Linked DNA regions of Zea mays: region 2 is linked to region 1. A link is a contact called in public Hi-C data. All regions are on one chromosome and are shown on one strand. The core of a region is the stretch at or near the end of the contact, and the rest is flanking DNA. Distances in the headings are between cores, read along the strand shown.

What was found. Hi-C and Micro-C count contacts between places; a contact is called where the count stands out from the background.
Region 2: a contact with region 1 is called in a Hi-C map of leaf, with 4 times the contacts expected there. The contact joins the promoter of LOC100272853 here to the enhancer-like site in region 1. A contact is called at or near these places in 4 of 25 Hi-C or Micro-C datasets (leaf and tassel).

What each region holds. Positions count from the first base shown.
Region 1 is chr6:42,560,508-42,566,818 of Zm-B73-REFERENCE-NAM-5.0, reverse strand. No RefSeq gene overlaps it. Among protein-coding and RNA genes, the nearest start is that of LOC100272853, 94 kb to the left of the region's middle. Within about 2 kb of position 3,343, at least 16 of the 20 cell types and tissues checked have an H3K27ac peak or open chromatin away from gene starts, as enhancers often do. A contact at or near this core is called in leaf and tassel, where this site is marked.
Region 2 is chr6:42,654,578-42,660,888 of Zm-B73-REFERENCE-NAM-5.0, reverse strand. LOC100272853 reads left to right here and starts at 3,625. Exons shown (of 2, transcript NM_001353547.1): 1 at 3,625-3,922; 2 at 4,167-5,103. The coding sequence starts at 4,445. The coding sequence ends at 4,882.

The DNA.
Region 1 (6,311 bases), core at 2,094-4,593:
TTTTGAAGCTCTTTATGGGCAGCAGTGCCGAACTCCACTCAACTGGTCGGGGCCCGGTGAACGGTTTTTCTTTGGGTCGGATTTAGTAAAAGAGGCAGAAGAAAAGGTGAAACTTGTTCAACACCGTTTGAAGGTTGCACAACACCGTCACAAACGTTATGCAGACAAGCGGAGACGACCCTTGTTTTTCCAAGTTGGAGATTTTGTGTATTTGAAGGTTTCACCTATGAAAGGGGTAAATCGTTTTGGCATTAAAGGGAAATTGGCACCACGCTATGTTGGCCCTTTTGATATATTAGCACGGTGTGGATCTGTGGCTTATAAGGTGAAACTACTTGAACATCTTTCGGCCATACATAATGTATTTCATGTATCCCAACTTAAGAAATGCCTTCAAGTGCCTCACAAAGTGGTAGAAATTTTTGATGTTGATCTGGAACCGGATTTGACTTATTCCGAGCACTCTATAAAGATTGTAGATCAACAGGAAAGGGTTACCCGCAGAAAGACTATCAAATTCTACAAAGTGCAATGGAATAAGTATTCCGAAGATGAAGCTACATGGGAATCTGAGGAGTTTTTGAATAATAAGTTTCCTAAGTTTTTAGAGTCTTGTAAATCTTAAGTCTATTGTAAATTCTACTTAATGTAAACTGACTGGGGCACCCACACCCCCTGCCTTGTAACAGAAATAAGGAAATGAGATTGTGACGTGTTTCCTTTTCCACTACTTAGCCTCGAGCCTTAATCTCGGGACGAGATTTCTTTTTAGGGGGAAAGGATGTAACACCCCTGGTGTTACTGGGAACTAAAACTTGGCATGACATCATATGCATTGGCATCTTTGTATTGTAAAACACTTAGATTGCAGTCACTAGGACCAAGGAAAAAAACTCAAAATGAAATGTGGTAATGAATAGAGAGTGGAAAACTAGTTTAAAAACTCCAGTTTTGGTCCAAAGGATGAAATATGAGATCTCTCCATAATTTGCCAAAAATTAAAATACCAAAGTTGTAGAGCTTCCAAAACCAAACAATTTTCATGTGTTGAGATTTTCAAGTTTTGAAGAGAAATTTGGAGTAATTTGCAGATTTCAGATTTAATACAGTTTTGGTTCAACTAAAAACAATTTGCTTTACCTATTTCTGGACCCCTGTATGTTTTAATCTGGGGGCTTTTGGCAAAAGGTTGCTATAGTAAACTTGTAGATTAACTATAGGAGAACAAGTTTTATTAAGTATTGAAGCTCTAAATCTATATGAAACTGGTAGAAAAAGGAGGCTAAAGATGCAGTGTTCAGTTTGGAGAATCAGACTTAGATAAAAATTCAGTCTTGCTGATTTTTCAGTCTGAAGCAGATTTGGGATACTCCTTAAGGGCTGATCCATGTAATTCTGGGCTATGAGTGCTGTACCAAAGTGGAATCCCATACTTTGGTGTGCAGATTTGATTAAGGGTCATGCCACTAATGCTGTATAAAACTGGTGGAAAACTTAACCCAAAGGTCCTATCCTCAAATCTAAAATTTCAGACTTAGTGCAGTTCAGATTTTAGAAATGTGTATAATTGGTCTAACATTGGGGCCCTTTTGTAGATGATTAGTGGAGTATTGGGCCATATTTTCTATAGAGAAATTGTAGATTACCTATCAGGGCACAAGTTTGCTTAAGGGAGGCTGGTTTGGTTCTACACAAAAATTGCAGAAAATGGCGCCTACAGATGGATTGTCAGACCCTCGGAGTTTCAGATAATAAATAGTTATCAGATCTGAATTTCAGTGCTGGGCTCAACTTTGGAGCTGGGTGGTGCTTATTATAATTGGTTTTGGACTAGGATCTTTATAGAAAAGCTGAAGAGTACATATTGGTGTACAAGTTTACTTAACAATGATTAACTTGGTACCATGTAAAATAAGTAGTTAAATACCCCCAAAGTTGCCTTGACAGTCTGCAATTCTGGGTTCAGTTTCAGTAAACTGAAATTATGGTTTCTGTGTGATATGCCTCACTTTGGGGCTCTATAACTCGAAACCTGTAAGGTATTGACTCTGGAAGTTTATAATAAACTGAAAGATCAATGTTCAGTGAATAAGTTTGATGTGGGAGGGTAGCTCTATTCTTATAAAAAAAATTGGAGAAACGGAGGGGACAAGGTGGCTGCTGCTGTCGACTGAAGTAGATCAGAATTTTGCAAAAGAGAAAAAGAAGAAAATCAGAGAAACATATCCATCTCCACCTGTGCTCTAGAGATTTCTAGTGTTTGTTAAAAAGGATATTCGTGTCCTGTGGAGGGAGTAACTCATCCCAGCTTTACCACTGCAGGGATCAGAGCCCCAAGCGGTGAATCCTGGCCATAGTGACTCAGCTGCTTCCTGTTTGGTTTGTTGTCCAGCATGCAGCAATGGAAGGACTGGAGTTGTCCTGTGCTTTGATCGGCGTGGGAAGTCTGTAGATTGTAGAAGGGAACAACTTAACCCTAGTTGGCCACTGTAAAAATAAACCCAGTGCAAATCCAACCACTGCCCACTCGCGTGTTTGACCCTAGTTAAAGGAAATAGTGACCAGGGGGAAAACTGAATCCATATATGTATCCTGAGCGAGTTCTTGGCTTCCCCACTATGTCATACCCTCTCTCGACCTCTGTGAAAAACCCTTAAGCCCTCTCTACCTCTCGGTCTTGTTGAAGGGGCCAGAACCTTGTGTAGACGCTGAAAGTGGTGACCACCCTCCAAATCTTTTATCTTCTCGTGGCCAGTCCATTCAGAGAGGTAACATGTTCAATCTGTTCACGTTTTAGAACCCTGAGGCAGTGGTGATGCTCAAAGAATCTTCCTTTTGGATTCTATCGCAGTGTCTTCACCGGAACGTCGTCATGTATCCGGTGAGCACCGTTGAAGGCTGTGTCAACGTCGACCAACCCAATCATAGCTTCTCCGAGTGAACTTCGGTGAGCACCATGTACATGAATGTTCGCTAGTGCTTATCATACCTTTAGATTGAACTTTACCGTACTCATCACCTTAGTTCACCTCACCGGCGTTCACTGGTCCACGGTCACTGTGGATAAGTAGGTCCTAGACTGTTTGGGATCAATTAAATTAAGGGAAATAGTTAGTTAGCCTCGGAAATCGAGTAGATATGTTCAGCTTCACCAGAGAGGATCTCCAACGGCGAGCCCAGTCGTGGTTTGGCCGGCGGGGAGGTATCCACCGTCGAGGACGGAGGTTTGTAAATAGGAAGGAAGCAAGGGGCCTATATGAGATTGTCAGTGAGAGGGGGAAAATAGTGTTAGACCTTGTATCTAGTTATCCAAATTGGCAAGGGCCTCATCGGAAAAGGTCCCAAGGCGGCGCGGGCTGACGGCGTGTGGCTGGTTTCTCCGCTGTTAGTGGCCGCATGGGTCGGTTTCGGCCCAGTCACTATTGCATTTTTTCCTTTTTTTTCTTTTTGTTGACAACTTGTAAAATGCACCAGGAAATGTAGAAAAATGCAAAAATTGTGAAACCAATTTTGTTGAATCCGCAAAATTTTGTAGTTTCTGCTAGGAACAGTTTTAGGATTTTTTCAGCAATAATTAAATTTTTGGGTAATTAAAAGTGCCCCTGGAATGCATAAATGAATTTTAGAAATAAAACCAGAGCACCAAAAATTATGAGAATTCGTGGAGAAGTTATCTATCACTAAAATAGTCTATGGTAAAAATGTGAACCTATTTGGAATTGTTTGACCAGAGAACCTTAAAATAGCTAAATGAGGGAGTTTAAATTAATAAAACTTGGTGTTAATATATGTTTACCTCAAATTGGAACTCTATCAATTGAAGAACTGCAAGTTTGGTAACTTGTAGTATGTTTACTTCTCTGGGTGGTCTTAGTAAATTCACATTGGGCAACTTGAGCAAAATTGGGTAGTATAGAAGGGTGGATAGTCTTAGCCTATACTTGTTTTGAGAACTTGATGTTTCTTCTCCTCTCCCTTGCGAGAGTTTGCATAGCATATCATTACATAAGCATTCATATACTTCGAATTAACTTGTAGAGCACCTTGAAGAAGAATTTGAAGTGGAAGTAGAAAGGGAGCCTGTTCCTCCATCTGAAATTCCTCCCACTGAGACTGTCATCGAAGGTCCTCCGGAAGGTGCCCCATTTGGATTTGCTGCTAACTGTAATATCCTGGTAGAAGAACCCGACTCTCCTCCTCACCAAGGCAAGCCCCAGTGCATTTGCCACCTCCTTGCTGTTTTTAAACTTTTATCAGTTATATGTTGCATTAGGTGGTAGGAGTTGAATGATTAAACCTTTGTTGCATAACTTCCTTGAACAATTGATTACCATCCTTGATACCTGTTTTAAAAAGGCAGATGTGCTTAGTATGCTCATAGACTAAGAACAAAATGTTTTGATCTATGAATCATGTTTTTACAAAGAAAAAGAGGCTGGAGTGATGAAGGTATCAAAGGCCTTGATGACTTCATCATTTTAGTAGGGTACCTCTGACAGGTACCAGGTTTTCAAAAATAATTTAAGGGGAGACCAGACGTTGAGCAGGAAAGGTCGCCCGTCTGTGTCGATTAAGGACCGTTCCGATTGTTGGCCTGCTGATCTAGGACCCTTTAACTGGCCACATGCCTCATCATGGGTAAGCTTAGCCTCGGCTGGACCAATACCAGAAAGGCCGGCCCGTAATGGGAGTGGAGAGATGGCGAGAGTATCGTGTATCCACCTGACAAGATGCTGGATGGTGGGGTACTGAGCTCTCGGTTGGCGGGGACCCGTTCTGATCTTGAGAAACCCGTGGGCGAGTTGACATATGCAAGGGTTAAGTGCTACATATGTCGTGTGGTTGGAGATCCTCAGCTGAGTATTAACCGATTCGGATCGCCGAACTTCTCGGATATCAAGACTGGATCACTGCCCTGCATCGTAGATAACAAGTGAAACTAAAGCTGTTAAAATGAAGCTAGTGTAGGACAAGTGAATGCTCTAGATTAGGCAAATCTAGACTCAGGAAAAGTACTTAACTTGTGAAGTAAAAGTTTGGCTTAAGGATCCACTACTAGTAAGCTTTTCTGCAAAACTGAGTCTTTGAAATTTGGTAAGCCTTACCTTGATTCCCAACAACTAGCATATCCTTGAGAGTCTTTTTCTTTAGTCGGGTCAGTCTTGCTGAGTATTTCCATACTCAGGGTTTATCCCATTGTTGCTGCAGGAGAAACTATCAACACGTATGAGTTTTGTTAAACTCATAATGGTGACTTTTAATTGTGTGCATTATGTGTGTGCTGCGGGAAGATGGTTGCTTCCCAGTTGATGTAATCAGTTAGCACTTTAACTCTACCTCGGGCATGTAATAATAAATACTTCGTGGTTTGTAAACTTATTAGCTTATTAATGTATATTATCTTATTGTAAAGACTTCCACTCCACTCCTATTTTTAAAGTTTATGTTCTTGACTGGTTATTGTAATATTTGCAACTTTGCGCGAATGGTCCTTGGAAATGAACGAGTTTATCGAAACTCGGCACCTCGAGTAAGTTATCTGATCCACTTACATATCTATCCGAGGCCTTGAGGGCAAGGATTGGTGTACGTGGGCCCGATAACTTGGTTGGGTTGTGACACCTGGTGTCTTGGAGTTCAAAGAAACAAATCTCTGTTGCCCTATCCACCGCTGAGGCCGAGTATGTTGCCACAGGACAATGTTGCGCACAACTACTTTGAATGAGGCAAACCCTCCGGAACTTTGGCTACAATTTGAGCAAAGTCCCACTCTTATGTGACAATGAGAGTGCAATCCGCATGGCGGATAATCCTGTTGAACACAGCCGCACTAAGCACATAGACATCCGGCATCACTTTCTGAGGGACCACCAGCAAAAGGGAGATATCGAGGTGCACCATATTAACACCGAGAACCAGCTAGTCGATATCTTTACCAATCCATTAGATGAGAAAACCTTTTGCAGGCTGCGTAGTGAGCTAAATGTCTTAGATTCGCGTAACTTGGATTGATCTATAGCATACATGTGTTCTATGCCTTTGATCATGTTACTTTATACATTTATGTGATTTATTGCTTAGTTATGGTGCTCAAGTTGTGCAAGGGATCCCCGGACCTCATAAGTCCTTGTGTGAATGATGCACATATTTAGGGGGAGATGTGCTACAACTTGACCCTTTGAGACTAACCTTTGTGTTTGAGTATACTTGATTTAGTCTCAAAGGTGAATTGAAAGGGAAAGGTGAACTTGGACCATGCAAAGACTTCCACTGCACTCTGGTATTCGTGTACTTAATTCCAAGTTCATTCT
Region 2 (6,311 bases), core at 2,376-4,875, 94 kb before region 1:
ACCCTGGCGCCGGGTTTTATCGTGGAGCTTCCCTTGGGCTTGCCGAAAGGGTTTGGGGCATCTCCGTGCGGGATCGGCAACCGGGGCAGCGGGGATTTCTCGCCATCGTCAACTCCTGCGCCGCTGCATCACCATCGCCGCGAGCAGAGAACTCCGAGCCAGTCTAGTCGGTACTACCCTCTCTCAATGACTCGTTTCTTTCCCCGCATCGTGTAGTAGTAGTTGGATCGGGTTTTGGAACACCAGAGGGGGGATTCGTGTTGCGACGGTGGCGCTCCGCCGCGGGGAAGAACTTGCGCCGCCGTATCGCCCTGTTCGTCCACGCCGTCGGGGTAGGCAAAGGGTTGCGTCATTGATTTAGGAGTGAACGGTCCAGATTAGGATCCACATACCCTTCCCGCTAGATTAGATCGTGGTGCTTGATTGTGGATCGGGTGGAGCAGAGCGACTCCATAATAATTAAATCTGCGCCATAGGTCGCGGATTGGACGGTCTGTGCCGCGTACAGCTTCGCTGGTGACTCGGTCTAATCCGCGCCGTTTGTGCGTAATCCAATGGCCCACCTTGGCCGATACCCGTTCGACTGGTTGTTTTGCTAAAGAGTCCTCGGATTTTCTATAAACCAACCCGCAGTCCTACCACAGAGTAGAATGAGCCTTAATATTATTTACCCCGAGACCCCTGCGCTTCACAGTTATTGAGGCCTAGTCCGGAAAGTTGGAAAATCAGAGAAAAGTAATTAGAAATAGATTTTTAATGCAAAAATAATTACTATAACTTGTATAATTCATAGAAAATGCATATGAACTCCAAATTAATTCATTCCACTTTCTAAATTTTAGTAACATTATTTTCTATCACTTAGAGTCTCTGTTTTGTCATGAAAACAGTAGTAAAATTTATTTCTCACAGAATCACATTTCAAGCACATAAAACCTTTGTAAATTCATATCTTAAAATCTATAACTCCAAAGAGTATGATTCCTGTTTCTAGGACTTTATTTTAATGTGTAGATTATTACTGTGTATTTTGTTTATATGTTTGGTGTGATGTTAATTTTCTCTATATATAATGTGCTTGTTTGTATTGTGGCGAGTAGAAGAGCCCGTGACTGAGGATCCTGGTGAGCAGCAGATAGAAGTAGCTGAGCAGGAGCTCATTGAAGGCAAGTTGTGCCCTTGACCACTTTTTACCCAATAATGTTCTTTAATACCATTTATTCATGCATAGGTTAATTTTGATGGGGCCCGATAGGTCACCCTAGATTGTTTATCTCAATACCTTGTTTACCCCTGAATCACTTGGGTAGTTTTGCTATTGCTTTACATGGTTTTGGGATAATCATTTATTATATCTATGTTCCAATTCTTTTGTTATTCTATTTATGTTCATGTCAAGATCATTAATGTTAATTGGAACATAGAGCTTAACTTGAGTAACACGTGCCACCATAAGGGATTAATGGGATGCCCTTGGCTGACTAATTAGGAAAGCTAGTGGAAGACTACCTTACCCGAAAGGGGCAAGGGCAGTAGGGGAGTTGCATGCAAGGAGGTTCTCGGGTTGATTTAGCTGCGATGGCGGTCAGACGGGGGATTCTTGCAAGTGCTCTTCCCATAAACTGTAGCGGGTTTTCGAAAGCTAGTGCAACTTTGTAAAGGCCTCGTAGTGTTGCCCTGTCTCGCCTCCTAGGTAGAGGTGTATGGGAGTCGCGACCCCTTGGCAGATGGGTAACATGACTTGTGGGTAAAGGGTACAACCTCTGCAGAGTGTAAAACGGGTATACTAGCCGAGCTCACGGTCATGAGCAGCTCAGGACTCTCTGATGATTAATTTATGGAACTAAAATTCAATTTTGTCATTTGTATATGCATGGGATTATTATTAATTTTGTTCTATTATTTTTATTAAGGTTTGGTATTTACTTACATTTAGTAATTGCTAATAAAATTTTGACCAACTAATTAAAAGCAATGCTCAGCTTTAACCCATGTCATTGATTAGCCTTACACATCACATTAACTCTCACCTTTGTGAGTTCATGTCCACTGGTTCCCCACAACTTGTTGAGCTATGATCATGTGTGAGCTCACCCTTGCTGTCTCACACCCCCACCCCCACAGGAGAAGAACAGGTGGTTCAGGAGGAGCCACAAGGCGAGGAGTTTGATCTGATCTAGGTGGCGTTTCTCAGTTGACATTGGCGCCAATGACGATCCTTAGTTCGTTTTATATTTGATTTTGTAATAAGACTTTCGCTATGTAATAAATACTCTGATTATTGTGACATTTATCTCTATACACTCTGTTATTATATATGTTGTCTTCTTGGCGCATATATGAGATGCACCTGACTTTGTTCCTTAAAGCCGGGTGTGACACCTTCGAGTTGATTTTAACTCAAAGTCAACAAAATAAGTTGTTAATGAAGGTCTTCACACATGAGTCAAGGTTTTCTTTGGAGTCTCGAGCCAATTGTTCTCAAAATCGACTTAACTCTCAAGGGTTTGAGGGGGGTAGATATCCGTGTCCCCATGACGCAGATCCGGTGCATGGGTTGTTGGAGGGCCTAAGTAGGTCGGGCGGCTGATTTTATGGGCCAATCGGCCAACTGATGCCTAAAGATGGTGCAAAAGCTTGGAGATCAAGGAAGGGAGGCGGATTCTTTCCGTTAAGAAAAGCGCGAAGACTCACTGTTGACTCGGGAATAGACTCGAGATCACAGGGGACATGATAAGGAGGAAAAAAACTAACTTGTAACCCCGAATCCATCAGCATATATAAGGCGGGTTGGGGACCCCTACGCATCATCTGATCATACCTAGTAGATCCCATCTTTTAGTCATCCCACTCCGGCACCTCGAGCTAGTAGTGCATCATTGTAACCTCGAGACCAAAGCAAAACAATCTCCACAACACACAGGACGTAGGGCTTTACGCCTTCTAACGACGTGAACCTGTATAATTCTTGTGTCACGTTGCGTTCTGCACGAACCATTGAGCTACCGTTGACCTCGCCAACCATAAAAAGCACCCCGTGATACATCCCATGGTGTACAATCAGCACCAAACACCGACAGTGGACGAAACTTTTTAATTTGGATTCATTTGGGGCTTAAAATTCTAAAAATCGTTTATAGTAGTGTTTTGTCAAGAAAAAGAAATCGATGGCGTAAATATTTATAGTGATGGTTTGTCTAGAATGGACGCCTTTGAAGCTTGCGATTTTCTTGGGTCATTCATTCATATCGACAAAAGTCAGAAACGTTAAAGGCTAGTAAAAATAGATTTAGAGTACTAATATTGTATATGTACTAGTGAACCACTATAAGGACACGAAACTCTGACTTTATGACTGGATGGACATATATATAATTACGTTAGTTAGAATGCTAGGTAAATACGATAATGATAATAATTAGATCTGATATATATGGCCTCTATGGTGCGGGCGGCACTGAGGAGCGTCACCACGCACCACGATGCTCTATCGCTTAGCCATGTCCACCATGCATTATACTATGCTCTGTAGCTAAGCTAGCTGACTAGCTCTATCTCTCTCTCGCTCCCTAGCCCAGCAAGTGGACCTCGTATAAAGGGGAGGCCAGCTGAGCTCAAGGAATCAAACTAGCTAGCAATAAGCTACAGAGCACTGCCTGTTGTTTCTTCTTCCTCCTCTCTCCCCTCTCGATCGATCGATCCAACAAGCTAAGCTTGGTCCTTGCTTTCTAGCTGCCTGGTACGGTCTAGCGACCGATCGATCGATCGATCGACCATGTCGTCCTTGCTATGTATTAGCCGCAGGAACAACAAGAAGGACAGCGATGGCGATGGAGAGTACGGTGGCGAGCAGATCATCATCAGCACGGGCGGCGCGGCCATGAGGAAGGGCCCGTGGACGGACGAGGAGGACGAGCAGCTGGTACGGTTCGTGCGCCTGTTCGGCGAACGCCGATGGGATTTCTTAGCAAAGGTGTCAGGTTTGCGCGGTGGCGGGTGCGTCGACCGATCCGCCTCCATGCAACTCCGCATGCACGAGGAGGGTCGGTCGGCCTCGATCGAGCAGCTAGCAGTGTTCTTAACCGTTTGCTTCTTCTTCTTCCTCCTCATCTTTGTCGCGTATCTGCGTGCGGCTCTTGTGGATACGGACGGCGACGTGCGTGCAGGTCTGAGGCGCACCGGCAAGAGCTGCCGCCTCCGGTGGGTGAACTACCTCCACCCGGGGCTCCGGCGCGGCCGCATCACGGCCGATGAGGAGCGCCGCATCGTGGAGCTCCACGCGCAGTGGGGCAGCCGGTGGTCGCGCATCGCCAGGAGCCTGCCCGGGCGCACCGACAACGAGATCAAGAACTTCTGGAGGACGCGGACCAGGAAGAAGGCGCTCGAGGAGAGGAGGGCTGCCGCAGCAGCAACGTCGACGGCGGCGGAGTCGGCGTCCTCGGTGATGACGGTGTCGTCGTCGTCCGAGTGCCGCCGCCCGCCCGTATCGTCGTCGTCGTCGTCGTCTTCGCTACGGCGGGACGAAGCGCGGCGCAGCGGCGACGAGACCGAGGAGGCGTCCACGCCCACCGCGGCGCCGGCGACCAAGCACGATGAGGAACCCCAGCCGCAGCCGCAGGAGTGCTACGACTTCCCCATGGACCAGCTGTGGAACGAGATCGCGGCAGCCGATGCGGCGGCGATGAGCTACCTTGTCGTGGACGCCTGCTGGGGCGGAGCTGCTGTTGGTGGTCACTGTTATTACTACGGCGCCGCCGCAGCCTCAGCCGCCTCGCCGCCGCCGCCGGCCTCGCCGCCGTGGGAGTACTGCGGCTCCGATTTTTCGCTGTGGAGGATCGACGACCAAGAGTACTACAAGAAGATGCTCGACTCCTCCTCCTGATCCCGGCCCGCGACTCATATCGTTTGGCGAGGACACACGTACATACGCGCTCTGTGAATTTGCTAGCTCATATATATTATCCAGGCGAGGCGAGGAACGAGCTGAGATCATGGTGGTGAGATGAGATGAGATGAGATGAGAGAGTAGTGTGTATTAATGGTGGTTCAGATCGAGTAGTGTGATAAATTAACAGAATATATATAATAATTTACGCTTCTCTCCGAATCCATATATCGATAGATGATCGACCGATACTTATATATTCTGTAGCATCTACACGTACGCCTTATTAGCTATTACTACTTGAAATCCATACCAATTCCATATTCCAACTTTCCAAGAAAGAGATGCAGTGCAGCAAGCATGATGCGTACTCCATGCGTGCATGGCCTGCATGGGAATCTACCTAATAGTGGGAAGGAACCCTAGCTAGCTAGCTCCCAGGCGACCAGCATCTTCTTCTGTGATTAAAGAGAGAGAAATAGACGTAGGATGCTTGGAGAGAGATGAGAGAAGAAGAGAGGGCCCACAACAAGAAGTGCTGCAGGAGGTGGAAGAGGAAGAGCATGCAGCTAGCAGCCTAGCTAGCGCCATTGTCGTTGGTGCAGGTCACTGTCCAGACTATTTTCCCGCGCGCGCGTCCCTCCAGTCGTGTCAGATTCCAAACCAACGTACGCTAGTAGATTTCGATACTAGTGTATGTATTGCAAGTAGTGGTAGGTAGTAGAGATTAGTGGGTGATCCACAGCATCAGCTGTGTGGGCCGCCTACCTTATTTTGGCCCAATCCCGATCGATTAACCTAGCATTATCATCATCGTGAATTAAAAAATTGCATCCACTAGCCACCGGTTAGTGGTCCATTCACCACACCACATCCACAGGCAGACAGGCTGGACGGGCGAGCGGGACACACAGATGCGTGCGTGTTCCGTTAATGTATACGGAACAGATTCACTGGCATTTTCCCCCTTTCTTTTCTTTTCTGATGATGGCAACGCGAGCCACGGGTCGCTGGAGAGAAATCTATACTGGGCCTCCATTCTGAAACCTCAGTCTGGTGGTCTGGGCTGGGCCACACGTCGTCACGGATCGATAGACAGGCCCACCAACCTCTGGGCCACACGTCCCACTTGGCATCCACACATCCTCACATCCCCGCTCCACTATTTTTTTTACCAGTAGCCAAAGCAAAAGGGCTGCACATGGGTAGGGCTGGAAAGAATAGCTCGTTTGGCTTATGATTAGCTCAGTTCAGTTTGACTCGACTCATTTTCAATTTTATCACGAACTAAGCTAATATCTTAGCTCCATTTATTAATGAGCCAGCTCGTTAGCTCGAACGAGCTAGCGTTTGTCGGCAAAACAAAACCTCCACCTATGTTAGATGGACTAATAAGTGATGAACTGTGTTAATTCTGTTGAGAACT